Regions from separate parts of the Triticum aestivum genome. Here region 2 is linked to region 1. The links are chromatin contacts, called in public Hi-C maps. All regions are on one chromosome and are shown on one strand. The core of a region is the stretch at or near the end of the contact, and the rest is flanking DNA. Distances in the headings are between cores, read along the strand shown. Region 1 has its middle 54 kb from the start of LOC123182191. Region 2 overlaps LOC123182193 (arginyl-tRNA--protein transferase 2).

Region 1 (4,975 bases), core at 1,283-3,782:
AGAGTAGTCTCTTTTCTTTTCGTTAGGGCTTAGCTCAAGCCCACATGTAATTTCTAAGACCTTTGTTCTTACTCATTGTTAATAAAAGTTGAACTGGGGTTTTACCCTATTGTTTATAGTCAAAAGCCTAAGTTTTTCCGGATTTCCTCAACACACCTCACCACGCATGCCACCAATCCTAGGAACACTTCAATCGATAGGCCAGGCGAAGTAAGATACCATCACTTTGACGGAGGAAGGGTGAATAAACAACGCCTCCAAGGAGGAGAGCGACGTCCACGGACGTCGTCGTTGTCGGTCTGACAAGGTCAAGCACGACATTCATTGGTGCCCCACCAGCCAACCCGAGAGAGCATCACTAGTAACTGACAACCACACACAATGCAACTTGACTAAAGAATACCTCTGGCAGCCTACCTGCAGGACACCGATCCCAGCAACCCCTTGGTCCTGGGATGACCTTGCACACCAAGTAGTCTGTCGTCTAAAAGAGGCCAAGGTCACATCGAGCTACGTTATCAGCGACAAGAGGCCACTAGAGGAATCTTGGTATCGAGAAATCAGATGAACACCACCGAAGAAGATGTCGGGGACGGGAGGACGCTGCAATAGGGAGGAAGTCAGATTGCCTGGGGAGGATGGACTGTAAGCAATGCCACCGAGGAGGAAAACGACGTCCATAGACATCGTCGTCGCCAGTGGCGGCCAAGGCCTTGCGCTGCTTTCGCTGAACCATCCTACCTAGCCACTATAACATGACCACCATGTCGAGGACGAAAAATCCCCCGCCTCAGAAAACCACCGGTTTCTGTCAAGCCAACTGGCCAAAGCCGTCCCGGGCCCTAGGCCGGTGACAGAACCACGAACAGACGAGCGGACGTCGGCTGCCTTGACCCCTAGTCATAGTCGCCCGTCCGACACCCGACCCCATGCTATCGAGAACTGGGCAGCATGACCTCGAGCAGCAAGCCCATTACACAAGGCCGTCCGAGGCGGCTACCAACTCCCAGGTCGTGCCACTTCAGGAGGTAGGTGGCGGCCACAACCCCCTCGGTGCGACCCCTCACCTGGTCGGCGCACCTTACTTGACCCCGATCTGGGCTGGAGCAGGCTCCATCACGGCGAGTCCCACATGAGGAGGGGCAAAGCATCGACCCTCCTAGCCGTGTCTGCCCCCACTAGACTACCCCCGCTAGGCGAGACCCCCACCAGTACCACCGGCCGCACCGCACGCCGCAAATCAAGATCCAGATCAGGCCAACCCCAACCGAACCTCCGCCACCAGCGTCGCGGCGACGCATCATCGCCTCCCAGCCCAGCAGCCGTCGGATGGACATCCCCGCTGCCGGGAGCTCGTCGGACTTCGCGCCCCGCGCCGCCGAGCAGCTGACCGGCACCGCCACAATCATGAACAGGGGAGGGAAGTAGAGGCCACGTCGCCGCCCACATCCCACGGGCTTCATCCGGCGGACGCCGCCCGTGGCGACGAGGAGGAAAGGCAGCGGGAAGTGAGGAGCGCCGATGGCCGATCTAGGGCTCCCATGAGGCGCGCGCGGGGCGGCGCGTCACGGGGAGGAGGAGGGGGTTGACCCTCCCCGCCGACATGGCATATGGTTTTATGCAAAAATGCTACTCCCCCTGTTCACTTTTATAAGTCCTTGAAGACATTTTAGACAGTGTGCACAACAGTTCATTTTTAGTTGTTTGAAATGACTTACGAAAAGTGAATGGAGGAAGTAAAATTATTATTTTTGCTATCTAATGTTTGATTATGAAAATATGGAAGTTGAAAATAAACGACCGAGGGATAAATGTGTCAGCGCACTGGCCAAATGGATCAAATAGGTCGGCCGGTTGCACACATTGCAAACAAATTGGCATGAATATGAACGGACACAGGGCAAATTGATGACCAAAACGAATAAAAGGCAAATAATATAGCGTCAGAGTTGATACAAGAAACGAACAAAACAATGTTAAAAAAACCGAACGAAAACCGACAAACTCGCTTTTAATAATAGAGATTTCGGTCATGCGGTCTTTCAGACCGAAGACTCCTCCGTCGCGTCGGCTTCGCGCCGGCGCGCGGGAGGAGTCCACTCACTCAAAACGATAGTGTGTACGTTCCGATTCTTGCGCTTGGTTGCGGTTAAGGTACGGAGAGATCGGAGGAGAGCGCAGTATCTCTCCTTTTTCCTCTCAACGCCGCCCCTCGTGTTCGTCTAACAAACTCCCCGCATTTGCTCCGCCGCCCAGCCCCTCCCTCCCCTCCTCCAGTTCTGCCCCTCCCACTCCCTGCTCGCGCCCTTCCCCTCCCTCGCCGGATCAATCTCTTCTCCGGCAGACTGGACGGCGGGGTGCCACCCCCCAAATCTGCTCTGTTTCCAGGGGTTTGTGGAGGTTTTGCAACCCCTTGCCCCGTTTCTCCCTTTCGCGTGCTATTTGTTCCTTTTTCTCCGATTCGATCTTCTACTTCTCTGCGCAGGTTGTGGATTAAGCACGGATGGGGCCCTCAGGGCTCAATCCGCAGGCGAATCCTGCCATTAACCAAGAGAATTGGACCCCGGGCGTGTGGCCTGAGAGCGGCGCTCCAGGCCTTCCTGGCAACACGCCCTTGTTCCTGCAGGGCGATGCGGCGGCCACCATAGGCTGGCAAAATCTTGCTGGACCCGGGATCAGCCATGCCTCGGCGATGGTGAATGCTATGCGCGGGGGTGCCACTCCGATGAGTGGCGCTGCCCAACAAGATGCCGGGTCCTCCGTCCGGCCGCCCTGTAACCTGCCTGCAGGGTGCTGCACGCAGGTGCCGATAAGTATCGTGGTGTTCCATAGGAGGGCATCCAGGCCTGTGCCGCCACCACCTCATACGGCCACTCCAGTTCCTGCTCCGCTCGGTGTAGCACGAGGTGAGCGTTTCCTCTTCATGGCAGCATGACATCTTCCGAGGTTGTATGTTGGCTTCCTCGAATCTTTGGGCTGAATATGGAGACCTGACTGCAATTTTCTTCTTTCTGTATTTTCTCCACAGATTCTGAAGATGATGCTTCTATTCAGTTTGCTCGAAGAGATTTCCTGTCACTTGGAAGGGAGTCAGATGTTGCTGCCAATGATATGGCCATAGACCCTTCAACACTAGCAGTTCCAGTTAATTGCAGTTCTGAACATCCACCAATACAGCTTCAGCCAAATGGTGTAGATGCAGAAGTACCCACAACCGGGATTCAAGCTGATGACAGTCAACAATCGTCATCATCATCACCAGGTATCTCTGATAGCCACTGTAATTTACAATTGGCTATTCCTGCAAATACTGATGAATTGGCCTCACTGCTCGCTGAAGGTGTGACTGATCAGAACATGCAAACGTATCAGCAGACACCAGAAAAGCTCAAGACACAAAGTCAGCTGAATGATCACACAGTTTTATCAGCAGCAGCTGCATTCAAGGAAATTGAGGAGGCCCCTGCAAGAAAAGCGAAGCCTCGGAGGAAGAAACATAGAGCGAAGGTAATCCGTGAAGACAAGAAGATCAAGAAGCAAAAGTCTGCTGTTGCAACGCCAGAAGAAAAATCTAATCAGAAACTTCGCAAGCAAATCAAGAAGCAAAAGCCTGCTGTTACAACGCCAGAAGAAGAATCTAATCAGAAACTTAACAAGCAAATCAAGAAGCAAAAGCCTGCTGTTGCAACGCCAGAAGAAGGAACTAATCAGAAAGCCAAGAGAAGTTATGTCCGGAAGAAAAGAAATCTCAGCTCTCTGGAGAATTGCCCGGGACCTGTTAGCGACCAATCAGTCTCCAGGGGAGCAGAAGACGCTGTTAGAAGCAGAGCTGTATCAGTCCGAAGAAGGTTGCAGTTGGAATTTGGTGAACAAGGAGCACTGGGAGACCAATCATCAGCTGGCAACTCATGTCTCCACATTGAGGAGAAACTCATTCATGCTAAAAGTTCTTTCTGTTCAACTGCCACTGTATCAACTGCACAGGGTGCACATGGACTACATGTGGACATGGAAACTTCACCAGGAGGATTAGCTTTTGGCATGAGTCGCAAGATGAACAAACTGTTAGATGAGTACATACATTTGCCAGAGATGGGAACAAACTGTACACAAGAAGTTCCGCCTGAAACTTCTGGATGTTTTAGCAGGAAGCCAACAACAAAACAAGACAGTGCACGAAGAACTCATGGTCTTGATGCCACAAGGATCGGGGTTCCCGTAATGGAAGGGTATAACAAGGGCTTGGAGGCAAACGACTCTAGCAAAGCTGGTTTTGCTATGCATTGCTCAGCTATGTTTATACCTGAAACAGCATCCACAGAAAGTCAGACTAAGGTGTCGAGAGTGGAGAAAAAGAAACGTCAGCAGCGCAGAGAGAGTGAGTCCTCCCTAGCTGGCTCACGGGACTCGATCATCTTAAGGACTGCTGCTCAGATGCTAGCATTTTGTCAAGCTGGTGGGATAAAAAAGAAGCGAACGGTCCGAGTCCGCAGGAGTTCGTATGTTCCTATAATGAATATTGAGATGAATAGGTCACAAGTACTGCCACGGTTATCTCAGTCATGCCTGGAGGCCCTGTATGAAAGTCCTGGTTTTAATTTTTTTACCAAGAAACGTTCACGAAGGGTACGACGCCATTACCGAAGATCAGATGGATTTTTTCAGCCTCCAGAAAACAGAAAATTCTACCATGATGTTTATTCTGAAGCAACAGAAAAAAGCTCACAAAACTCACAATATAAGTCAACTCCATATATGGATTTCCTTCAAAGAGTTGCATCAGGGCTGAAATATCTTGATTTGAACACCGAGCCTGTGCATACAAATGAGATGTATCCATCTCTGACTACATCAGCTGTTGTCCCTTTTGGAGCAACAGGCAGCCAATCAAATTCTCTTGTACCATTTGGTAGTCAGATGATCTTTCCATATGAGATGCCATTGCATTTAGTCAAGAAGCAGCGCCCTCGAGCTA
Region 2 (5,608 bases), core at 2,984-5,483, 310 kb before region 1:
GTGCAGTATATTTCCGAAGTAATCTGCATGGGACTTCACGTCATATTACATGGGCCGCTGAGCATAGATTTTGACATTCTTAATATATTATCTGAAGTGGTGTGGGTTTTCTTTGTCTACTGATTTATTGACAGTTACATTATCTTTAACTCTTGATGCTGCAGGTGGGTGCGCTATGATGCTGCGAAACCCTTACTAGATAAGAGCCTGTATTCTGTTATATCTGATTTCTCCACCATGGCGCAAGATGAAATCCCACAACCACACGCTTGTGGCCCTTGTGACGAATCTTCAGCAAAAAATGACCACAGTGAGACTCCTATTGACGAGGATGACGAGGACTCAGAGTCAGACTATGACGAATCAGACATGATGGTTGATGAAGAGATGGTTCATTCAGAATCCAAAGGTGATACAGCTGAGGACTGTTCTGGCGTAGATGTTGAAAATGTTATCATGGACCTGAGCGGCTCTCGGGTTAAATACAAGGTATATACATAAATTTGAGCTCCAGCCTAAAAAATGTGATCTTAGTTGTAGCTGGTCGATGCACTCGAAAGGGGGCGTACAGTTAGGCAGGCATTTATTTTGCCTTCCTAGCATCCATTATCAAATCATTGGTAAAAACTTCAACTTCTGCTGCTATTAATCCATCCTTTTGTAAGTCTTTTGCATGAAACATCTAACTGAAAGCTCTCTGTTTTGGGTTTACCTACTAGTTTGACATCCATTCATGCTGCTGCATATAATTGGTTAAAACTGCACAATTGATGTCTAGGAAACTGTGTCTGTGAGGTGTTCTTTTGAGCAGTCAGCCGTCATGTTTTGGCCGTTTGGGCCGTTGTGAAACAGTTTGTTGATAGATGTCCTATGTATAATCGCTCATGAACTTTATATCTTTCAGGAACTTCACAGCGTTGTCGGGCCGATCGACAGGAGACACCTGAGTGAGCTGGAAAGGCAGCTGAGCCGATACGCGAAAGTTGTTGGGAAGGAGCTGTCTGACCGTATCGTCTATTCGCTTAGCTGAGCAGCAAACATTCTGCAGGGACAACGCAGCGCAGCCGTCCGAAACTCCTCTCCGATTGTTTGTGCAAGTCCTGTAGAAAACCAGATAGATAGACGGCTGGAAACCGATGATGCTGTTGTTGTCAATCGATTCATAAAAAAGTCTCTTTTGGTTCCAGTGGCAATTGCCCGGACAGCAACTTGTGCTGCGCCACAAGCGATTTGATTTGGACGTGTATATGGTTGTCGGGATTATCACAACGGAAAGCGCATGCGTACAAGTCTCTCCTCTGGTTCCCGCTGCAATCGCCCAAATATGGCTCCGTTTGTTTGGGCATTTGCTTATGGTTTTACAACTTCTCTACTTTGGCAAAAAAGCCAAAACTTCTAATTAGGTGCTTTCGTTTTGGCTTTGGCTTATACCATCATATGACAATATTGATTCGTAAGTAAAAGGCTGAAGCGAAAAGCCCTCTTTAGAATGTTTTGTGGTTTTTTTTGTTAAAGTGAAAAAACTGTAAAAACAGAAGGGAAAGTCCAAACAAACAGGGTATGTAGTGCCACGCGCATGCAGCACGCAATGCTACAACTAGGAGTATCTACAACTCCCTCCGTTCCTAAATATTTGTCTTTTTAGAAGTTTCAAATAATGACTATATACGGAACAAAATGAGTGAATCTATACTCAAAATTCGTATGTGGTGATCATTTGAAGTCTTTAGAAAAACAAATATTTAGGAATGAAGGGAGTACTAGGCGTGTGGTTGGTATCAAATTATCGGAAGAAGTCTGTGCTGGGGCTTGTGCGGCATCGCGTAAAAGGTGTGTCATCGGTCGGGGCGTGGCGTAGGGCCGTGCCCGTCCCCCCGCGCACGCATGCCGCCTGGGGAGAAAGGCCAGGCCAGGACGCGCGGCAACAAACCCGTGAACCGTGGCCGGGCGACGTGTTTGGCCACTAGTGCCACCGTTCATGGCTACCCACTCACTAAACGCATGCTAAACGGGTGTCAGTCATGGCTACCCAACCCAATGAATGCATGGTCGGTCCTGCTATTTCTCAGCTGGTAGCACCGCTGCAACGGGAGTGCATGCCACGAGATGAGCCGGGTATGGTTGAAAGGAACGCTACTGGAAAATTGAGTACACCCCTTTTTAGTGATGATGGGGACAAGAACAGTACAACTTTAACCATAGCGAAACTGTTGGTACGCACTGTACTGCGTCTTTGTGTTGTACGCGTGTGTACAGCTTACGCAGCCCTCGCCCGTCCAGAAAAGCTACTACCCCCGTTTCAAACTAAAACCATGATACTTAGTTTGAAACGGAAGTATATATGAAATAAAATTGTGGTGTTGTGTGTGTGGTGATTATCCGCCGGTGTATCCGTGTATAGAACAAGTTTATCTCTCTGGAGGGTACCAATCTCGCCAATCATAGGTGTCATGCGGCTTCACTCGACTACTCCCTTCGTTTCTAAATATAAACCTTTCGCTGGAGATGTGGGGAAGGGGGTATTAGTGAGCCTTTCAGTCAATTGGAATCCGTAGGTATTATCTACATTGCCTACATTTTTAAGGAAGGGAAGGGGTGGGGGATAGAGGGATAGGGGAGACAGCCTTGAAGAAGAGCTAAACACACACAAACTAGCAACAAGATTATTAGAAACGTAGTAGAGGGATGTAACCATTGCTCATGTAAGTAGGAGTCAGATCGCTGTTAGTCACTAACTTCGCTGGTTTTGGCCGTGTCGAGGGCCATAGTGCAGCATGGTTGCGCTCTGGACCTGCAAAAGTTCCTATGCAGAAAAGAACGTAGTAGAGGGTGGATATAATAGAAGTTAGACACAAACACGACGGGACTCTTAAATATTGTATTAAGTCGAGGCGGGCGTCAAATCCAATCAGACGGCACAACGACATGTAAGAGCTTCGTGGCGAAGGTCCGTGCACGTGCGGGTGGTCTCGTCTGTCCTCGATAGCAAAACGACAAAACCATGGAATGTCCGTCGCAAAAGCAAATCTATGCCCGCGACGAGGACCAGAACTAGATTGTCGAAAAAGATAACAGACCGTTGTTACCGTATTGATTATTGTACGGCATTGTACGACCGTCAAGCGGGAATTTATTATTGGGACAGACAGACGGGTAAAACAGCGGTAACCCCGTGTACCTCGATTCTTGCGTATACTTGTTAGTGGAGTATAATACTTTTTTAATTACCAATGATAAAAAAATATGCGATGTCCGTACGGCATCTTTGTGCTAGTGGAGCGATCAGTACACTGCCACGAGCAAACGGGCCATGAAGCAGATATTTTCCCTAGCTGGCAGTGTCACAGGCCGTTCCCGCACTAACAAACGCATGGTAAACGGGTGACGGTCACGGCCACCTTACCCAGTGAATGCATCGTCGGTCCTGCCATTTCTCTGCTGGTGCCGCGGGACCGAGAGGGCCTCGGTGCGTGCCACGAGCTGAACAGGAAAGATCACCCCTTTTTAGTTGGTGAGGGAACAGCTTTAGCCATAGCATAACTGTTAAACAAATATAAAAGCGCTTAGATTATTAAAATAATGATTTGAACAATTCTTTATAGAGGAAGTAGAGTAGTACGTACTAGTCCGTCTTTACGTATGTCAGTAGTAGTAGTATATATCTCTAGATTAGAGGATGGCAATCTCGCCGTAATCATAGTGCCATGTGACCATTTAGGAGGTGTTTGGTTCCCAGTTTTCCATCCGGTGTCCCAACATCGCAACCCTATACGTTAATCATGTTTGCTTCGCTTTGCCCACCCCTCATCGTGAATAAATCACGCCAGGGGTCCTTGTTTTCTCGCCGGTATTCATTAGCGTTACAACAATTAATCAAACAAGATTTGATTTTGGCCCATACTGTTTTACATTAACGATGTAAACCCATTATCGTTACATTTGCGTCAACTAGCAAAAAAGTACACTCGAAACTAGGAGGAAAGTACATCATTAACAAGATAAGTGTGGCATATGTAATTAAAAAAATTGACTACCTCACGTGCGACAATTTTATACGATGTTGTATGACGGCGAGGCTGATGAGTGGGGCATGATGGATGAGAGCACACCGCACTTAGGTGACATGTGTTTGATTATCGTTGGAGTTTTGTCATGCGCACAACAGCATCATATTAGTTGCGACAAAGGCGGGAGTCTTAAATAATGCGCTACACTAGTACGGACATCGAAACTAGTCAGGTGGCAAAACGACAAAGAAGAGATCCGTGGCAATGAGCGCCGCACGTGCAAGCGGTCCCGTCTATCCTCGGCAATGAAACGACAAAATCACAGAATGTTCGCCGCAAAAGCAAATCTATGGCAGCGACAAGGAGAACTAGGTTGTCGGAGAGGGCAACGGTCCGTTATCGTCGAACCGATCCTACGAGGCGCCGTCAACGAGAGTTCATTATTAGGGACGGACAGACCGATAAAACGGCGGCAGTATACCTCACTTTCTACAAGATCAACGTGCACTCGTTTGTATTCCTATACTTGTATAAAATAATTACCATAAGATATTCGTTGTCCGTACGGCATCTCGTGCTCGTGGTGGTACCAGAACTCTGCCAGTCACTGACGCTCCAGTACGGCAGTACGTTTCATCTCTCTGGGATGCCCCGTACCAGTGGCACTATCTGTCCGTAGTAAAATACTCTTGCTTGTCACTCTTTTTACCATCGTGCTGTTTGTTCACGGCAGTGGTCAGCATCAGTTCGAGCAACTCCAATTAAACGACCTATTTTGTCCGCACGTGTCCGAGAAAAAACACAGCCCAACGCACGACTTTGCGTCCGTTCAAATCCATCTTTGTCTCAAGTTTGGGTTATATTTAGGTTAGAGACGAACACAAAATAAATTTTTTTGCGTCCTCTTCATCCGCCTCTGTACACTCCATGTGAGTGATGATCTATCTGTCATCAAAACAAGAGGGGGCCACCCACCCATCCCACCACCTCTCTCCTCCTTTTCTCTCTTTCTTCCCCATCCACGCCACCAGGCACGCCGATGCGTGCGTGGCGCCGGCCGCTTCCGCCTCCGTCGCGAGCACCTTGCCAGTCTCCACCGCCATGCGTGCTAGCTGGCCACCGCTGGCCGCCTGTCGTGCGTGCGTGCTGGTGCTGCCGTCCGAGCTGATCCGACTGCGCGCGTGCTTGGCCTTCGCTCGCACCGCTCGCCATGGCCTCCGCTCGCACAGCTCGCCGTGGCCTTCGCTCACCCTCCTCGCATAGCTTGCCGTGGCCTTCGCTCGCCCCGCCGTCACCGCATTGGAGCTCTCGCGCCCGGTAGCCTCCATGCTCGTTGCGTCTAGCCGCCATGCTTGCCCGCGCCCCCACCGTGCCGTCTTCGCTCGTGCGTTAGAGCTCGCCGCGCCTAGCCGCCATGCTTATTATTTTTTATGACATGTATTAGCATTTTGTTTGTTAAATTTAAGGTCAAATTTTGGCACATAATACAAAGGGATTAATAAACCAGGACGAAGGTAGTAATAGCCAGCTGGAGCACGAGCCCCAAAACGTTTTGTGAGGTTGTAAGGTTGATCAACTATTAATAAAGTAGTACAAATTTA

What was found. Hi-C and Micro-C count contacts between places; a contact is called where the count stands out from the background.
Region 2: a contact with region 1 is called in a Hi-C map of an unstated tissue, with 9 times the contacts expected there. The contact joins two enhancer-like sites. A contact is called at or near these places in 3 of 5 Hi-C or Micro-C datasets (leaf and an unstated tissue).

The regions. Positions count from the first base shown.
Region 1 is chr1D:376,238,803-376,243,777 of IWGSC CS RefSeq v2.1, reverse strand. It overlaps the pseudogene LOC123182192. Among protein-coding and RNA genes, the nearest start is that of LOC123182191, 54 kb to the right of the region's middle. Within about 2 kb of position 2,532, at least 1 of the 8 cell types and tissues checked has an H3K27ac peak or open chromatin away from gene starts, as enhancers often do.
Region 2 is chr1D:376,552,831-376,558,438 of IWGSC CS RefSeq v2.1, reverse strand. LOC123182193 (arginyl-tRNA--protein transferase 2) reads left to right here. Exons shown (of 6, transcript XM_044594691.1): 5 at 165-489; 6 at 905-1,294. The coding sequence ends at 1,030. Among protein-coding and RNA genes, the nearest start is that of LOC123182193, 9.1 kb to the left of the region's middle. Within about 2 kb of position 4,233, at least 2 of the 8 cell types and tissues checked have an H3K27ac peak or open chromatin away from gene starts, as enhancers often do.